3 separate regions of the Sus scrofa genome follow, and regions 2 and 3 are each linked to region 1. Evidence: chromatin contacts called from public HiChIP or PLAC-seq data. All regions are on one chromosome and are shown on one strand. The core of a region is the stretch at or near the end of the contact, and the rest is flanking DNA. Distances in the headings are between cores, read along the strand shown. Region 1 holds the start of BCL7C (B-cell CLL/lymphoma 7 protein family member C). Region 2 holds the start of ZNF689 (zinc finger protein 689). Region 3 holds the start of KAT8 (lysine acetyltransferase 8).

Region 1 (4,994 bases), core at 956-3,455:
CTGAGCTCAGGTCCTTGCTTGCGCAGCCTCGTCGGGGAGGGGGCCTGAGGAGGGCAGCAGGATGTCTGCAGGTTGGACTCAGGCTTGGGTGCCAGGGCCTGGGAGGCAGCCTGGGTCCCAATGAGAGGAGAAGGCTCAGGCTCCGACCTGGGGTTAGTCTTGGCCTCTGGGCTGTTTTTTCCGAGAAAACTGGGGGGATAGGAGAGGGCGCAGCTGGCAGGCCTGGAATGTGCTGGCCCTCCCTCTTGGCGGGGAAGGGAAGGGGAGAGCCAGGTGCTTGAGAGGCCGAGATGGGGGCCCTCAGGCTTGGGCCACACCTGCTGGCATAAACACCTCCTGGCCTATTGCAGATGCCTTCTGCCCTTGCTCTCATAGTCACAGCTACTAGGAGGGGACCACCACCTCGTCTTACCAGTAAGAGAACCCTTCCGACACACCCGCATCTACTGAAGGCTTCTTGCGCTGGAACAAGCTTCAGAGATAGGTCCAGGGAGTCACACCCACACATCTACCCACAAACCCGATGAGGACAAACGCTGACCGGTCCGTACACACTTACTTATTCCCACAAATGGTTCCCAAGTACCCCCTCTGTCCTGGGCTCTGGGCCCCAGAGGGGATCCATTCTTAGTCTCTGGCCCCCTGAGGAGCTCAATCTGATAGTGAGACCACAGACAAAAGCAGGTAATGTGAACTGGGAAGGAGGCCCCTGTGTCTTTAAGTATTTCACCATGAGCAGACAACTGCCAGAATAAAGGAAGAAAGGGAACAACTGGCAGAGGGCACAGCATGTGGCACCATCACGCGCATATTAACAGTGACTCTTGTTGGGTATTTACTATGCGCAAGATGCTGTTCTAAGAGTTACATGTATATTAACTCATTCCCATGTTACAGCTGAGAAAATAGTGATAAGTGACTTGTTTGAGGTCACTGGACAAGCAGAGCTGGGATTTTACCCCAGCGATTTGGCCCAGAAATGATGTCATAACCACCTCTGAACATAGTCACACCAAAACACACAGACCCGAGAGCCACACCCTTGACACATTCACACACAGCAACACAAATTTAGAATGTCATACCTGCTGGCAAACACAGCCTCAAACAAAATCAACCAAGACACATGTATTTTAAGTAAGCTTTTCATTGACGTGCTATAGACACAGGGTAAAGTACACACATCCTATATGTACAGCTCCGCGAATTTTCCAAGAGTAAATATGCCGTGGGAACCAGCACCAGATTAAGAAACGGAATCTGACCAGTTCCCAGAGGCCCCTCTTAGCCCCTCCCAGTCCCCAGGGTGACCACTCTCCCCGGTGTTTCGCACCATTTATTGGTTTTGTCCAGAACTTTCTCTGAATGGGATCACAGGGCGTATTGCTTCTCTGACCTCTTTCACGAGACGTCCCCATGTTGTGTGTAGCAGGACATCACTCTCCTTGCCCTGTCGTCCATGGTGTGAACAGGCTACAATTTATTTTCCATGGCCCTGTGGATGGGTTGTTTCTAGCCTGAGGCGCTTAGGAACAGAGCTATGGACATTCCAGTACAGGTCCCTTGGGGCTCCTACCCACGCATTTCTGATGGGTGTTAACCATCCAGGAGCGGAACTGCTGGGTCACAGGGTTGGTGTACGTTCGGTTTCACTAGAAAAGCGCCAGCTTTCCAAAGTGTCTCTATCAATTTACACTCCCCCAGAAATATGAGAGGTCCAGTTGCTCTACTTCGCCTCCACTTGGCAAGGTCTCATCTGAGCCATTCTGGAGGGTGGAAGAGGCACTCAGTACATTTACAGTGTCTGGCACGTAACTGGCCCTCAGTTAATAGCCTGTAGAATGAATGGATGAAGAGATAGTTGCAGCGTAGAACCAGGCAGCCGAGCAAGGGACACACACACACGCAAACACACACACACAAACACACACACCGTTCCAGGGTCCACCCACGCGCAGCGGTCGCACCCGGGACACAGATCCTCTCGCGCCCCCTGGCGCCCACGTGGTCTGAACGCACGGCCGCAGCCCCGCCGCGCGCGTCCAGTCGCCGAGCTGCCCCAACCTCCCTCTCGGCCGCGGGCAGGGGGCGCTGCGCGTCCGGGCGCCTCGAGGCGGAGGCGGCGGGCCCGGTCGGGGCGGGGCCGGCCGGCTTCCAGGCCTGGGCTCTGGCCGCCCGCGCCGCCGGGCGGCTCCGGGGACGGGCCGGGGCGGGGCGCGGCGGCAGGAAGCGGGGCGGGGACTCGCGGAGGCGTTGGGGAGCGAGGGAGGGCGCGGCCAACTCCCGGAGGGGCGACAGGCCGAGAGAGCGGCGCCCCGGCCTGGCGCCGAGCCTGAGCCCGCCGGACGGGAGGCGGCCCAGCCGCGGGCTCGGCCTCGGCCCCAGCCCCGCCAGCATGGCCGGCCGGACCGTGCGGGCCGAGACCCGGAGCCGGGCCAAGGATGACATCAAGAAGGTGATGGCGACCATCGAGAAGGTCCGGAGATGGTGAGCGCTGCCCCGGGGGCCAGGGACGGGCCACGGCGGGCCATTCCTCCCCCGACACGTCCACACCCCCTCCGCCACCTGTGGCCCCCAGGTGTTAGGTGTGCCCCTCTCCCCCGCCGCCCCCAGCTGCGTCCTGGATCTGCAGGGCTCTATCTCTCTTCTCCTGGCTACACCCTGGGGTCTACAAAGCGTGTTCCCCAGCCCTGCCCTCCCAGAGCTGGAACCCCCCCTTTATGCCCCGCCCCCTAAAGCTTTGACACTCCTCCCGCAAGTGTGCCCCGGGATCTTCGAGGCTGTGGTCCCAGGCCTATAGTCGCGCTCTCCATGTATACCCCAGGGGTCTGCCGCGTCGTGACCCCAGCCTATTTTTTTTTCTCTCCCTCTCTCTCTTTCTCCCGCCCCCCACCTATGCCCTGAGGTCTGCCGGGCTTCTCCCTCCAAGTCCCATTAGCCACGCTGCCGCTTCTTTTGCGCACCACCCCCACCTCCACACGTATCCCCAGATACATCCAGCTCCTGGGCTGGCTCTCTCCTCAGGCCTCTCTGACCCCGTCCCTCCACCGTCCCACAGGGAGAAGCGCTGGGTGACTGTGGGTGACACTTCCCTGCGTATCTTCAAGTGGGTGCCAGTGGTGGACCCCCAGGAAGAGGTGAGCAAGCTCCCCCACACCAGGCCCTGCATCTGGGCCACCTCGGGCAAGCCCCTCCCGGCGGCTGGCCTCCACCTCCAGTCCCCACTTAGACCTTACATGCAGCCTCGGGAACAGATGTTAACAATTATTAGCAACTCCGCCTCTTTCCCCTCCCCCGCCACCAGACCCCCTGAGTTCACGGCCTAACGCCGCCGCCGCCGCCGCCGTGGCGCACAACCTGTCGCTCACGGAGGGCCTTCTGCTTCTCTGTGCCTCAATGTCGTTATTTGTTCAGTGGGGGCTTTGCAAGCACTAACTAGAAAGCTGACTGTAACCCTTCGTCCTCTAACCCCCAGGAGCGTCGGAGGGCAGGTGGCGGCGCAGAGCGATCCCGAGGCCGCGAGCGGAGGGGCAGGGGCGCCAGTCCCCGAGGGGGGGGCCCTCTCATCCTGCTCGATCTCAACGGTATGTCGGGGATGCTGGCTGGGCTTTGGGGCAGCGGTGGGGAATGAAGGAGGGGATTGGGCGCCTCAGACCCAACCCTTTCTGCTCTTGCTCCCACAGATGAGAACAGTAACCAGAGCTTCCATTCAGAAGGCTCCCTGCAAAAGGGCACGGAGCCCAGCCCTGGGGGCACCCCCCAGCCCAGCCGCCCTGTGTCACCTGCTGGACCACCGGAAGGGGTCCCTGAGGATGCTCAGCCCCCACAGCTGGGCCAGGAGAGAGGTAGGACCAGGTGCCTCCCAGGAACCTTCTCCTCTGTGTCTTGTCCTCTCCAAGGTTGCAGCCCCCCACTTGTCCTCTGTCTGGTCCCCCTCCTGTGTCGAGTCTTCTGGAGACCATCCCTGAGTCCTGTGGAAAGTGACTGCCTTTCCTCTAGGGCCTTTGGCCTTCCTCTGGCTTCTTTGGGTCTGTAGATAACTTATCACAGATTTTCATGTAAATTTAGCTTTTGAGTAGTTAAATATCTTTCTTCCCCATTCCCACCTCCTGTCCGCTTCCTGAAGGTTGGGCCCATCTTGATCCTGTTCTCGGCTGTATCCTCGGAACACTGCGGACCACCTAGCAGGTGCTCAAGAAATATTTGTTGAGGAATAGGTAATAATCAAAAGACTGATTAACAGTCGGTGATAGTTACAGCTAATACTTACTGAGCTCTTTCTGCGTGCCCGACACCCCGCTAAGCTCTTTCCATGTTTTATCTCATTTCATCCCCACTGCAGCCCTATGAGGGCTACGATCTCCATTGAGAGATGATATACCCGAAACCCAGAGAAGCTGCCCAAGTTCACCCAGCCAGCGAGCCAGGATCTTGGGCCTGAGTCTTCATCAGCTCCTCTTTCTTCCCGTAAAGTCAGTCCCCTGTCTGATCAGATCCATCTCTCAATGTGTCTGTCTGCCTTCCTCTGCCTGCCCAGGCCCTGTCGTCTCTCTAACCCACACCCGGCTCCGGCCTCCTCATGGGTCTGTTCCCCTCCAGCTGCACCCACACAGCTACCAGAGCATGCGTTTGATGGGGTCATTTTCCAGCTTCAGAACCTTCGATGGCTCCCTCTGACCTTTGACCCCTCAGCTTGGCACTCTGGGCCCTTCCCGAACCGTCCCCTGCTGACCTCACTGTTCCTTTCCAAGAACACCAGGACTTAGGCCTCCGTTCTGTGTCTGGATCGTAGCACACGCTCGTGTACCTTTACTGATATAAAAAACCATAATTGGCATTTCTCGAGCACTCACCGCATTAAAACCGTGTTAACGGTTTTGCCTGTGTTACCTCCTTTGATTCATACACCATCTGATGTGGTAATTACTATAATTATCCCCACTTGACAGATGGGAAAACAGGGTTAGAGAAATTAAGTCACTTGCTCGAGGTCA
Region 2 (4,994 bases), core at 1,715-4,214, 220 kb after region 1:
GCTGTCCATATCCACGTGGGCACACTGGAGAGAAGCCTTTCCGCTGCCCAGACTGTGGAAGGCTCTTTGCTTCCCACTCGATGCTGGTCAGATATCCAGTGAATCCATCCCGGAGACCATCTTTATGTCTGTGCGCCTTACGGAGTTCGGTTCTCCCAGAGGGCTCACCTGGTCCAGCACCAGCTGCTCCACACGGGGACAAGCCCTATGCACATCCAGATTGTGGCCGATGCTTCCGGCAGTTCACAGACACAGCTCGGATCCCATGTTGCTGAAGCTGTGGTGAGGCCAGCAGCTGTAGATCTGATTCAGCCCCTAGACTGGAAACCTCCATATGCCGCTGGTGCAGCCCTAAAAAGACCAAAAAAAAAAAAAACAAAAAACAAAAAAAAAACAACAAACCCAATTAGTATTCTGTCCAGCCTGCATTCCCACTTCCTGGATGTTGGAAGGGGGCCTAGCGCCCTGAGCGAGACCAAGCAATCGAATCTGCAACCTCATGATTCCTAGTTGGCTTTGTTTCTGCCACGCCACATCAGGAACTCCTCGGCTCAGGCTTTAATCATCTCCTTTCCTTTTCCACGTTAGCATCTTCTCCGTGTTCAGTTGGCAGCGCATCATTACCAATTGGGCAAAATGTCCACGAAGATTAGGTCCTTTCTAGCCTCCTCTATTTAGTCCATTTCTTCCTTCAAAATGAAATGGATTCACAGGAGTTCCCTTGTGGTACAGTGAGTTAAGGATCCAATGTTGTCACTGCAGTGGCTTGGGTTGCTGCTGTGGCACAGGTTCGATCCCTGGCCTAGGAACTTCCATATGCTGTGGGCACAACAAAAAAAACCCCAATAAGACAAAACAAACAAAAAAACCCCAAACAAACAAAAAGAAATTTTTGCTATTCATTTGCCTTTTTATTCCTTTTGCAGCCTAAGTTTACATTCTTATTTCTCCAAGCAGAAGTATGTGTGTGCAGAGAGAGTAGGCACAAAGCTATCAGTTCATCTTGCAGACTCCCGGCGCAGTCTTACTAAAACATCAATGAAAGGTCATTTGTTTCTCTAGACTGATCTAGAGCTCCCCGATGTACAGGATGAAGCCCTGCACCAACCTCCCCTTCCAGTCCTCCAGTGTTACCCTAAGTGTATCCTGTACTACATTAGAACTTTCCTGAAGTTCTGCCTTGTGCCCGAGATTTCACAGCCATGGAATTCAGGTGTTTAGTCAACAAATGTATATCGAACAGCACTGCTCTCCTTACATCCTACCTGTTCATAGACCAAAGTCATTGGTCCCACTGAGTTAGCGATCTGGAAAGCTATTAGGAGGAGGGACTCTGCCTTTTGGGGGACAATCATGGAATTCCACGTGCTTCCCCAGTAATTTGTTCAGGTAACAGTCACCATCCTTGGACAGAGTAGAACTCAATGAAGGCTTACTGCAGGTTGCTTTGGGTTTTGTTTTTTTCTTTTTACAGCTGCAGGTGCGGCATATGGAGATTCCCAGGCTAGGGGTCGAATTGGAGCTACAGCTGCAGGCCTACACCACAGCCCCAGTAACATGGGATCGAGTACATCTGTGACCTACAATGCAGCTCATGGCAACGCCAGATCCTTAAGCCACTGACCAAGGCCAGGGATCGAACCCAAGTCCTCATGGATACTAGTCAGGTTCATCACTGCTGAGCCACGAGAACGCTTCTTTTTTTTTTTTTAAACAGACAAAACTGCGTTATATGGAAGTTTCCAGGTTGGCAGTTGAATCCAAGCTGCATCTGAGACCTATGCCGCACACAGGATTCACTGCATCTGACTGGGGATTGAACCCATACCTGGGCAGCAACTTGAGCAGCTGCAGTGTGATGATTCTTTTTTTTTTGGTCTTTTTTTTTCCCATTTCTTGGGCCGCTCCTGCGGCATATGGAGGTTCCAGGCTAGGGGTCCAATCCAGCAACAGCAACGCGGGGATCCGAGCCGTGTCTGCAACCTACACCACAGCTCATGGAAATGCCGGATCCCTAACCCACTGAGCAAGGCCAGGGATCGAACTCACAACCTCAGGGTTCCCAGTCAGATTCGTTAACCACTGAGCCATGATGGGAACTCCTGCAGTGAGATTCTTAACCCACTGTGCCATAGCAGGAACTCCTATGAACATATTAATGTTATTATCTATATTACTTATATCTTGTGTATTGTGTTTTATAAGATTAATGCCTCTTGCATTAGCCAATGTATAACCAGGCCTCAACAAAATCGATGGCTAAATGTCGCGTGGCTGTGTGTGTGTGTGTGTGTGTGAAGTTTTATAAAGAATAAAACTTCTATTTTTTTCAGGAAAAACTGCTATATATCCTGGCTCCTGCCTCTCTGGAGCAGTTCCTCGGAGCTATCTGGGAGGTTGCAGTGCTCAGCAAAGTCCCCAACGTGCAATTTTTAGGTCCTGCGTTTTTTTTCAATGGACAAAATCTTTGCTCGCTTTCCTTACTAGCAGGACCCCTCTGAGATTTTCTTAGTTAGTAGAACTAGGTTGATAATCATCCCTTCACACAATGGTAACAAAAAATAAATAAGACGAAATGTGTGATGTGCTGGGCGTGGTACTTGAGCCCAATTCTCCTCCCTAAAAGGCCACAAGGTAGTTACACGCTATCTGCCTCGAAGGCTTCTCTGAGAAAGCCACTATAAGGCAAACCAGGGAAATCTCAGACCCGGGTTGGCCAGAGTGGCTCCGTCGCACAAATCCTTCCCTACCTCGGCTTATCGGGGGATCTTTACAGATCCCAAGTGGGGTCGCCCTTGGCGCCTCCAGACTCACGGCAGTCGCCTAACGCCGAGTCCAACTCCCTGCCCTTACGTTTCCGTTGGCTTCATTTAAACAGGCCGCTTTTGGCATCACCCAATCAGAATGCTCGATCTTCGGTCGCCGCCCAATGAGCTCGTGGAATGGGGGAAAAAGGGCGTGAAGCCCAATCGCAGCGCCATCACACTTGAGGGCAAAGAGGTTAGGAAGCCGGCATGGCGCTCCGGTCAATAAAATCGATAGCTGGAAGCTGCCTGTGTTTCAGGCAAAGGCGGTGCAGTAGCGGCGCCGCCATTTTCCCCGAAGGCATCTTCCGGTGCCTTTCACCCAAGTTCGGGCAGGAGTTTCCTGAATAACAGCGAAAGGTTTCCGTTAGCCCCGCAGGCGGCCGATTCCGGTTCCCTCCGGGCCTCCCTGGGCACGCTCCGCCCGGGTCCGGCGGGGGCTCCCAAACCTCGGGGCCAGCCAGCTCCCAGGGGCCGAGGCCGGGACGGGGACGGTCGTGGCGCCGGCTTCTCGGGCCCAATGGCGCGGCCTTCCGCTCCGCTCCCCGCGCGGGGAGCGGGAGAGGCCGGACCCGGCCGGAGAAGGGGAAGGAGGCCAAGGGCGGTGAAGTTCGCGGACGTGGCCGTGTACTTCTCCCCGGAGGAGTGGGGGTGTCTGCGGCCCGCGCAGAGGGCCCTGTACCGGGACGTGATGCGGGAGACCTACGGCCACCTGGGCTCGCTCGGTGAGGCCCGGCCCAGTCCGCTTCCGCGGGGCCGAAGGGATGGAGGAGATGGGGGGCGGGGGAAGGGCAGGGAGACCAGAGTGTCCGAGGTCCTGGCCTGCGACCAGGTTGTGTGAAGGGAGGAGGACGGGGGCTTGGCAGGAGATGCACCGGGTAGATGTATCTACCCAGCGTTGTGGACGATCTGGGCCTCTGACTGGTTCTCCTTCCCCAGGGTGCGCAGGTCCCAAACCATCCCTCATCTCCTGGTTGGAACGAAATACCGATGATTGGGAACCGGCTGCCCTGGATCCACAGGAGTGCCCAAGGGGGGTAACAGTCCAGAGAAGTGAGTGAAAGATGCCTCTGTGGAGGGTTTGCAGCCTCTAATGACTTGGTCCAGTGTTTTGGTGGCCAGGGGTACCGATGACCTATGCTGTAATGCTCCACTGACTGTGTTCATTTTCACAGCTTAGGGGTTCTTGTCTCATTGATGGTGAGTCCCTCCCTCCACCAACGATACACTTGTCAGTTTGTAAACTAACCACCTGCGGTTGTCTGTTGTGTGAGTGGATCCCTGAGCTTTTTTTTTTTTTTTTTTTTTAAAAAAAGAGCTACTGGAGTTCTCTGTTGTGGCTCAGCAAGTTAAGAACCCAACCAGTACCCCCCAAGGATTCCAGTTCGATCCCTGGCCTTGTTCAGTGGGGTTAAGGATCTGGTGTTGCTGCTAAGCCATGATGTATAGCTGGCAGATACAGTTGGGATCCGGTGTGGCTGTGGCCATGGCCTGCAGCTCCAATTGGACCCCTAGCCTGGGGACTTCCTTATGCTGCAGATGTGGCCATAAAAAAAGAGAAAGAGCTACTATCCTTCTGCCTACTTTTAGGACTCTGCCTTCTGCCTGCTTTGAACTAGGCTGTGACTAAGATACTACACCTCTTGAGTTTTCTGGGGTTGGGTTGAAGGGATCTTATGTAGCACGGGGTCTGGGGTGCAGGGCCTGTTTTTGCCCTTCTGGCAGGATGACCCTGATGAGTGCAGGAATCTGCAGCTCTCCTCAGGATCAGGCAAGGCCCTGATAAAGGCCGTGCAGGTAGAAGAGCCCCACATCCACCCACAGGGGCAGCTGCAACTGTCCGGAGCTTCTGTGCCAGATTGTCTAAGAGCGGGGCTGTCTTTCTAAGATTCAAATCTGACATGGTATTTCCTTGCTTAAAAACTTTTAAGTTTTCACCAAGTCAGGTTGTCAAATTGCTGTCGGTTATAACTAGGTCACTTGGGGAACTTTTTTTTTTTTTTGTCTTTTTACGGCTGCATCCGAGGCATATGGAGGTTCCCAGGCTAGGGGTCTAATCGGAGCTGTAGCTGCTGGCCTACACCACAGCCATAGAAACGCCAGATCCTTAACCCACTGAGCGAGGCCAGGGATCGGACCCACGTCCTCATGGATACTAGTTGGGTTCATTAGCGCTGCGCCACAACGGGA
Region 3 (4,994 bases), core at 1,808-4,307, 170 kb before region 1:
TGAGTCACAACGGGAACTCCTGCACTCAGCTACTTTCTATTATCCTGTTTCTTCCATTTTTTTGTGTGTGAAATTACACGGTCACAGCTCTGAACTAATACAGTGATCTACTAACAGCAGTGCCCCACAGTCTGCACACCACTGCTCCAAAGCCCACAGCAAGCCATCAGAAGGATGAAATCACATGGTTTAAATAATGAATGTCTGGGTGCCTTGAGAGTTCCACGACCTCTGTTCTCATCTGCACGCCTCATTTCACAAATCAAGAAACTGAGGTTCAGAGTGGAAGGAAAGAAACCTCTGCAGGCTGGCTTCAAGAAAAAACCCAGGTTTTGCAAATAAATGGAGCTTCTAGATGTTCAAAGTTATGTCCAAGGGCGTGTGCCCCAAGTTGGACAATCTAGTTGGCAAATCTAACTCTTGACTGGGTTCTTAAACTTACCTGTACCTCTCTTGTGAACTGGGGATACAATGCTTACCTCACAGAGTTGCTGTGAAACGTCAATGAGATCAGTATTAAAACACTTATCCTGACACTGTGGCTCATAAGCCAATAAATGTTTGCCACTATTACCCTAGTTTCAGCCCACCCTTTTACTAGCAGTGTGACCTTGGGCATGTTACTTAACCTCGCTGAGCCTTCCTGCTTTCCTCAATTATTATCCCTGTGGTGCTGCGCTGTTAGGGAGGATCTGATTAGCTTGTACAGGTACCGCACTCTGCATGGCGCCTGGCAATAGCAAGTGCCCCAAATCACTCACTCTCTTCCTCCCCTTTGGACCTCACATCCATCTGTCAAGGCGGCACAGCCGAGAGGGAGGCAAAAGAGGCCACTGGTGCAAGAGGCCTGAGTTCCAGTCCCAGCTGGGCCATTTCGTTGCTGTGAGACTGTAGCCAAGCCCTTGCCATCTCTGAGCCTCAGTTTTCTTATCTGTGAAGAGGTAGGTAAAGTCCCCGACACCCGGTAGGGGGTTAAGAAATGGGAGCTGCTGTGGTTCTGGTACTGGGAGCCCAGGGAGTCTGCAGAGGCAGCTGAGCTGCCTCGAGCCGCCTGGGGAAAGGAGGGCTCGGACCTTCTGCACGTGGTTGATCTCATCGTGCTTGCGCTTTTGGTTGCGAGTGATCTTGCGCTCGGGCTGCTCAGCCAGCTCACTCAGGTACTTCTCCGAGTTCTTCTGCACGGCATCCTTCACTGTCTTGGTCAGTGCCAGCCGGTTCTTGTCTACCCATTCGTCCAGTCGCCGGTTAACTGTGAGGACGGGCCATGAGGGGGCTGCCCTTCCACCCCCATCCACCCCACCCAGACCGGGGCTACCCCAAGTCACTCACAGCCCACATAGTGTACATAGAATTCCTCTCGGCCCTCCTGATCGTTCACTCGAGACTGGATCACTTCAGCAGAATCTGTGGAGGGAGAAAAGAGCATCAAGTAAGACAGCAGGACTGGGGCAAGAGTGCTCCTTCAGGAGTTCCCACTGTGGCACAACAGGATCGGCAGTGTTTAGGGAGCACTAGGATGTAGGTTTAATCCCTGCTCCGGCACGATGGGTTAAGGATCCAGTGTAGGTTGCAATCGTGGCTCCGATCTGATCCCTGGAACTCCATACGCCACAGGGCGGCCAAAAAAAAGGATGCTCTTTCACACTGAGGAGCAGTTTCCCAGGTTCCAAGGCCAACTGTAAGCTGACCTCACCTGTTCACATCTGCCACTCCCTTCAATCACTGTCTGAGGTGGGCCAGACGGGGGCTGTTATTCTTATTTTAGAGATAAGGAAACTGAGGCTTACCCAGGCTCACCTATTTGAATAATGGTAAGAGCTAATACTTATCTGAATTTAAGTCTGGCTCCAAATTCAATACTCAGTGGTTTGTTTGTTCAGGGGTCCTGAGGACTAGCTGTGAAATAACACAGCCCCACTTCCTAGCTGTATTTAACTGAACAAGTTATTTTGGCCTTCTGAGCCTCAGCTTCTTCATCTGCAAAATAACGACAGCTGTGTCCGCCTCAAATGGTGAGTTAATGGCTCTGAAGCTTTCAGTATAGCATCTGACAAATAGCAGACCATTAAAGAAATGAGTAAGGCAACCCCTGCTTGTCTGATCCTGGGCTGGGTTGCTGCTGGGTACAGAGGATACAGTGATGGATCACAGGATGGACCTGCCCTCCAGAAGTTCCCACTTTGATAGAGGAAGACAAAGACAACATAATGGTACATATACCATGGTTCAGGTATGTAGAAAATGTTGCAGGAACACACAAAGGAACGACTCACTTTGCCTGAAGGGAGTCAAGAATGGCATCACGAGGGATATGATGCTAAAAGGATGAGTGGGGCTAGCCGGCTAAACAAGGAAAAGGGTAGGGCATTCCAAGCACAGGGCATAAGTGGTCTGAAGAGTGGACAGCGTGGTCTGGTCTGGCAACGGCCCTTACTAGGGCTGCTAAAACCAGACAGGTCACAAAGATGAAAGCCATTCTAAGGAATTCTGGGGTTAATATGGAAATGACTCAAAATAATAGAAGAAAAGGGGAAGTTCGTTTCTGTGTTCTGGGAGCTCCTCTCCGCTGGCAGCTGTCGGGGACGGATGCAAGGGGAAGTCACAGGGTCAAGGGCGACCAGTGAGGAAACGGGTTAACAAGAGAATGAAGACTAAGACTGGGCAAGGAAGTGGAGCGGGAGCTCTATACACAGCAGGAAGAATCTGGCTAACACCCGATAGGTGGGGTTTGCAGGCGGCGCCGGGGCGAGCCCGAAACTCCGCGTTCTCCCTGCTCAGGCCCCGCCCCGGCCATAAACCCCGCCCCCTGGCCCTGGGCCCCGCCCTCACGCCAGGTGCTATCCGGTCGCCGGCACAGGTACGTTTCTCCAATTTCCACGGTGACTTCCGGCTCTCCCCGCGCCGGGGTTGGCGGAGAGACGCGGCCTGGGGACGGGGCGGTCCCCTCGACCGCCGCATTCTCCCCAGGCCCGGGGTCGCCCTCCCCCGCGACCCCTGAAGTCGCCGCCGCAACGGCTGCAGCTGCTCCCTGTGCCGCCATCGCTGTAGTGGAAGTGACGCCAGAATCCGGCGCCGCACAGCGCCTTTAGTTCCGGGTCAGCGACGTGTAGCGGAGGCCGCAGTAGGCTGGAGGGTGGGGTCTGTGACGTAGCAGGCGCTCATTGGCTAGTGCGGCTGTCTCCGCGGCGCCGGACCAGATTGACGTTGACAGTGCCGGTTGCTCTGGAGTTACTTGGCTGACGTTTGGAACTGTGGCTGCACCCTGGAGTTGGAGAGCGGAGAAAGGCTTTCCGGATGTGATGTCTCAGATCGATATATATATATTTTTTGTCTTTTTTTGCTATTTATTGGGCCGCTCCCGCGGCATATGGAGGTCCCCAGGCTAGGGGTCGAATCGGAGCTGTAGCTGCCGGCCTACGCCAGAGCCACAGCAACGCTGGATCCAAGCCGCGTCTGCAACCTACACCACAGCTCATGGCAACACCGGATCGGTAACCCACTGAGCAAGGGCAGGGACCGAACCCGCAACCTCATGGATTCGTTAACCACTGCGCCACGACGGGAACTCCTCAGATCGATCTTTTAAAAGGCCCTGGTGCCTGAGAAAGCCAGGATATGCCAATTATCAGGGAGCACTGCCTCCACTTTACCAGGGCGGAGCCAGAGCAGCCTCCCTGGCTGTCTGGCTTTAGAGGTGAGCCTGGAACTAACACCCACCCCCCCCCTTCCGCCAGCCACATACAGGTCATCCCGTTTTTGAAGATTGAAGAACCTTCCTTCTTTGTTTAGGATGGGAAAAGGAGACAGTTGGGGTGGGGGAAGCAGAACGGTGTATCCTGGGACAGCTAGTAAACCACTCTCACAGTATCAAGCCTTTGTAAAGAAAGGGTCAGGTCCCCTAAACAGAAACTGGCCAAAGGCAGTGGACATAATGGAGAGCGTCTTGGACTGAGTGAATTAGGAATCCTGGGTTCTGACCCAACTCGGGAAGGTGTAGAAATGTGTTTGTTCCAAGAGCATAGTCAAAGATGAAACTATAAGTCAAGTATCTCTATAAAGGTTGAACCATATAGATATATATAGATATATCCCATGAATATAAAACAAGTATATTGAGCAATGCCAGGCAGAGTACGTGCTCAATTAAACCCTCCCTTTGGCCACTGTGAGTCATCTTTGACTTATAACTTGGTTATTGGGCTTAAAACAATTCTAAGAGAAGTGGAATGCTTAAGGTCTAAGTCTGAGGTTACAGATCAGGAAACACGCAAGTCTTTGTGAGGGATGGCAGTGGGAAGTGCTGGTAACTTGGCTTTTGGGAAATAAAGAGGTTTGAGGGGAGCATTAAATGCCAGCAGCATATGAAACAAGACAAGGCAAGAAAAAGGTTAAAATTGTAGTACCTTTTCCCACTCCCCATCCCCCTAGAACTCTATAGATGATTCACCCAGGTCCCTAAGAACCTTTTGTTATTGCTCCTTTGTTCTCCTACTACCTTTGACCGGCTTTCAAAAGCCAGCACCTGAGGCTTCTTTGGCGAACTGCCCCTCAGGCTAATAAAGGTGTTTTGCCTCAAAAGAGCTGAAAATGTAAAGTTCTCAGCCTGCAAGTTAACTACCTCCTCAGCTCCCACTCAAATGGACGTTAAACCAATGATCCTTCAAGGGAGGAGTTCATCGGTGCCTGTAGAGCTTTAGTTCTTTTGCCTGGCCTCCTGCCCTTCCCTCTTCTGCCTCCCCTACTCCCTTGTGGGAGCACTTTCTCATCAAATCCCTTTCAGATGCATTTCTAGGGAATCCAAGCCGAAACATCCCTTTCTAGCTTAAAGCCTTTCCATGGATCCCTGCTGTGTGCAGGAATAAAACCCATGTTTCTCGGCTGTAAGGGCCCTTCACCTTGATGCCACCTACCTCTCCAGCCTTGCCGCCCCCTGCTCGGGGATTCTCAGCAAGTGTCTGACCTCCAGATTTAATTCCTGTCTCCCCTCAATCCCC

The links. HiChIP or PLAC-seq counts read pairs in DNA pulled down with a chosen protein or histone mark.
Region 2: a contact with region 1 is called in an H3K27ac HiChIP or PLAC-seq map of alveolar macrophages. The contact joins the promoter of ZNF689 here to the promoter of BCL7C in region 1. A contact is called at or near these places in 1 of 47 Hi-C or Micro-C datasets (skeletal muscle) and 1 of 2 datasets of contacts at active chromatin or transcription factors (alveolar macrophages).
Region 3: a contact with region 1 is called in an H3K27ac HiChIP or PLAC-seq map of alveolar macrophages. The contact joins the promoter of KAT8 here to the promoter of BCL7C in region 1. A contact is called at or near these places in 1 of 47 Hi-C or Micro-C datasets (skeletal muscle) and 1 of 2 datasets of contacts at active chromatin or transcription factors (alveolar macrophages).

What each region holds. Positions count from the first base shown.
Region 1 is chr3:17,545,341-17,550,334 of Sscrofa11.1, forward strand. It overlaps BCL7C (B-cell CLL/lymphoma 7 protein family member C), which reads left to right and starts at 2,206. Exons shown (of 6, transcript XM_013995586.2): 1 at 2,206-2,487; 2 at 3,059-3,137; 3 at 3,476-3,584; 4 at 3,684-3,845. The coding sequence starts at 2,396.
Region 2 is chr3:17,763,776-17,768,769 of Sscrofa11.1, forward strand. ZNF689 (zinc finger protein 689) reads left to right here and starts at 2,965. Exons shown (of 3, transcript XM_021086420.1): 1 at 2,965-3,529; 2 at 3,744-3,857. The coding sequence starts at 3,325. It overlaps LOC110259905 (a long non-coding RNA gene), which reads left to right. Exons shown (of 2, transcript XR_002342364.1): 2 at 2,334-2,580. LOC110259906 (a long non-coding RNA gene) reads right to left here. Exons shown (of 4, transcript XR_002342366.1): 4 at 1-3,147.
Region 3 is chr3:17,370,053-17,375,046 of Sscrofa11.1, forward strand. It overlaps KAT8 (lysine acetyltransferase 8), which reads right to left and starts at 3,058. Exons shown (of 11, transcript NM_001284366.1): 1 at 2,830-3,058; 2 at 1,330-1,404; 3 at 1,074-1,249. The coding sequence starts at 3,040.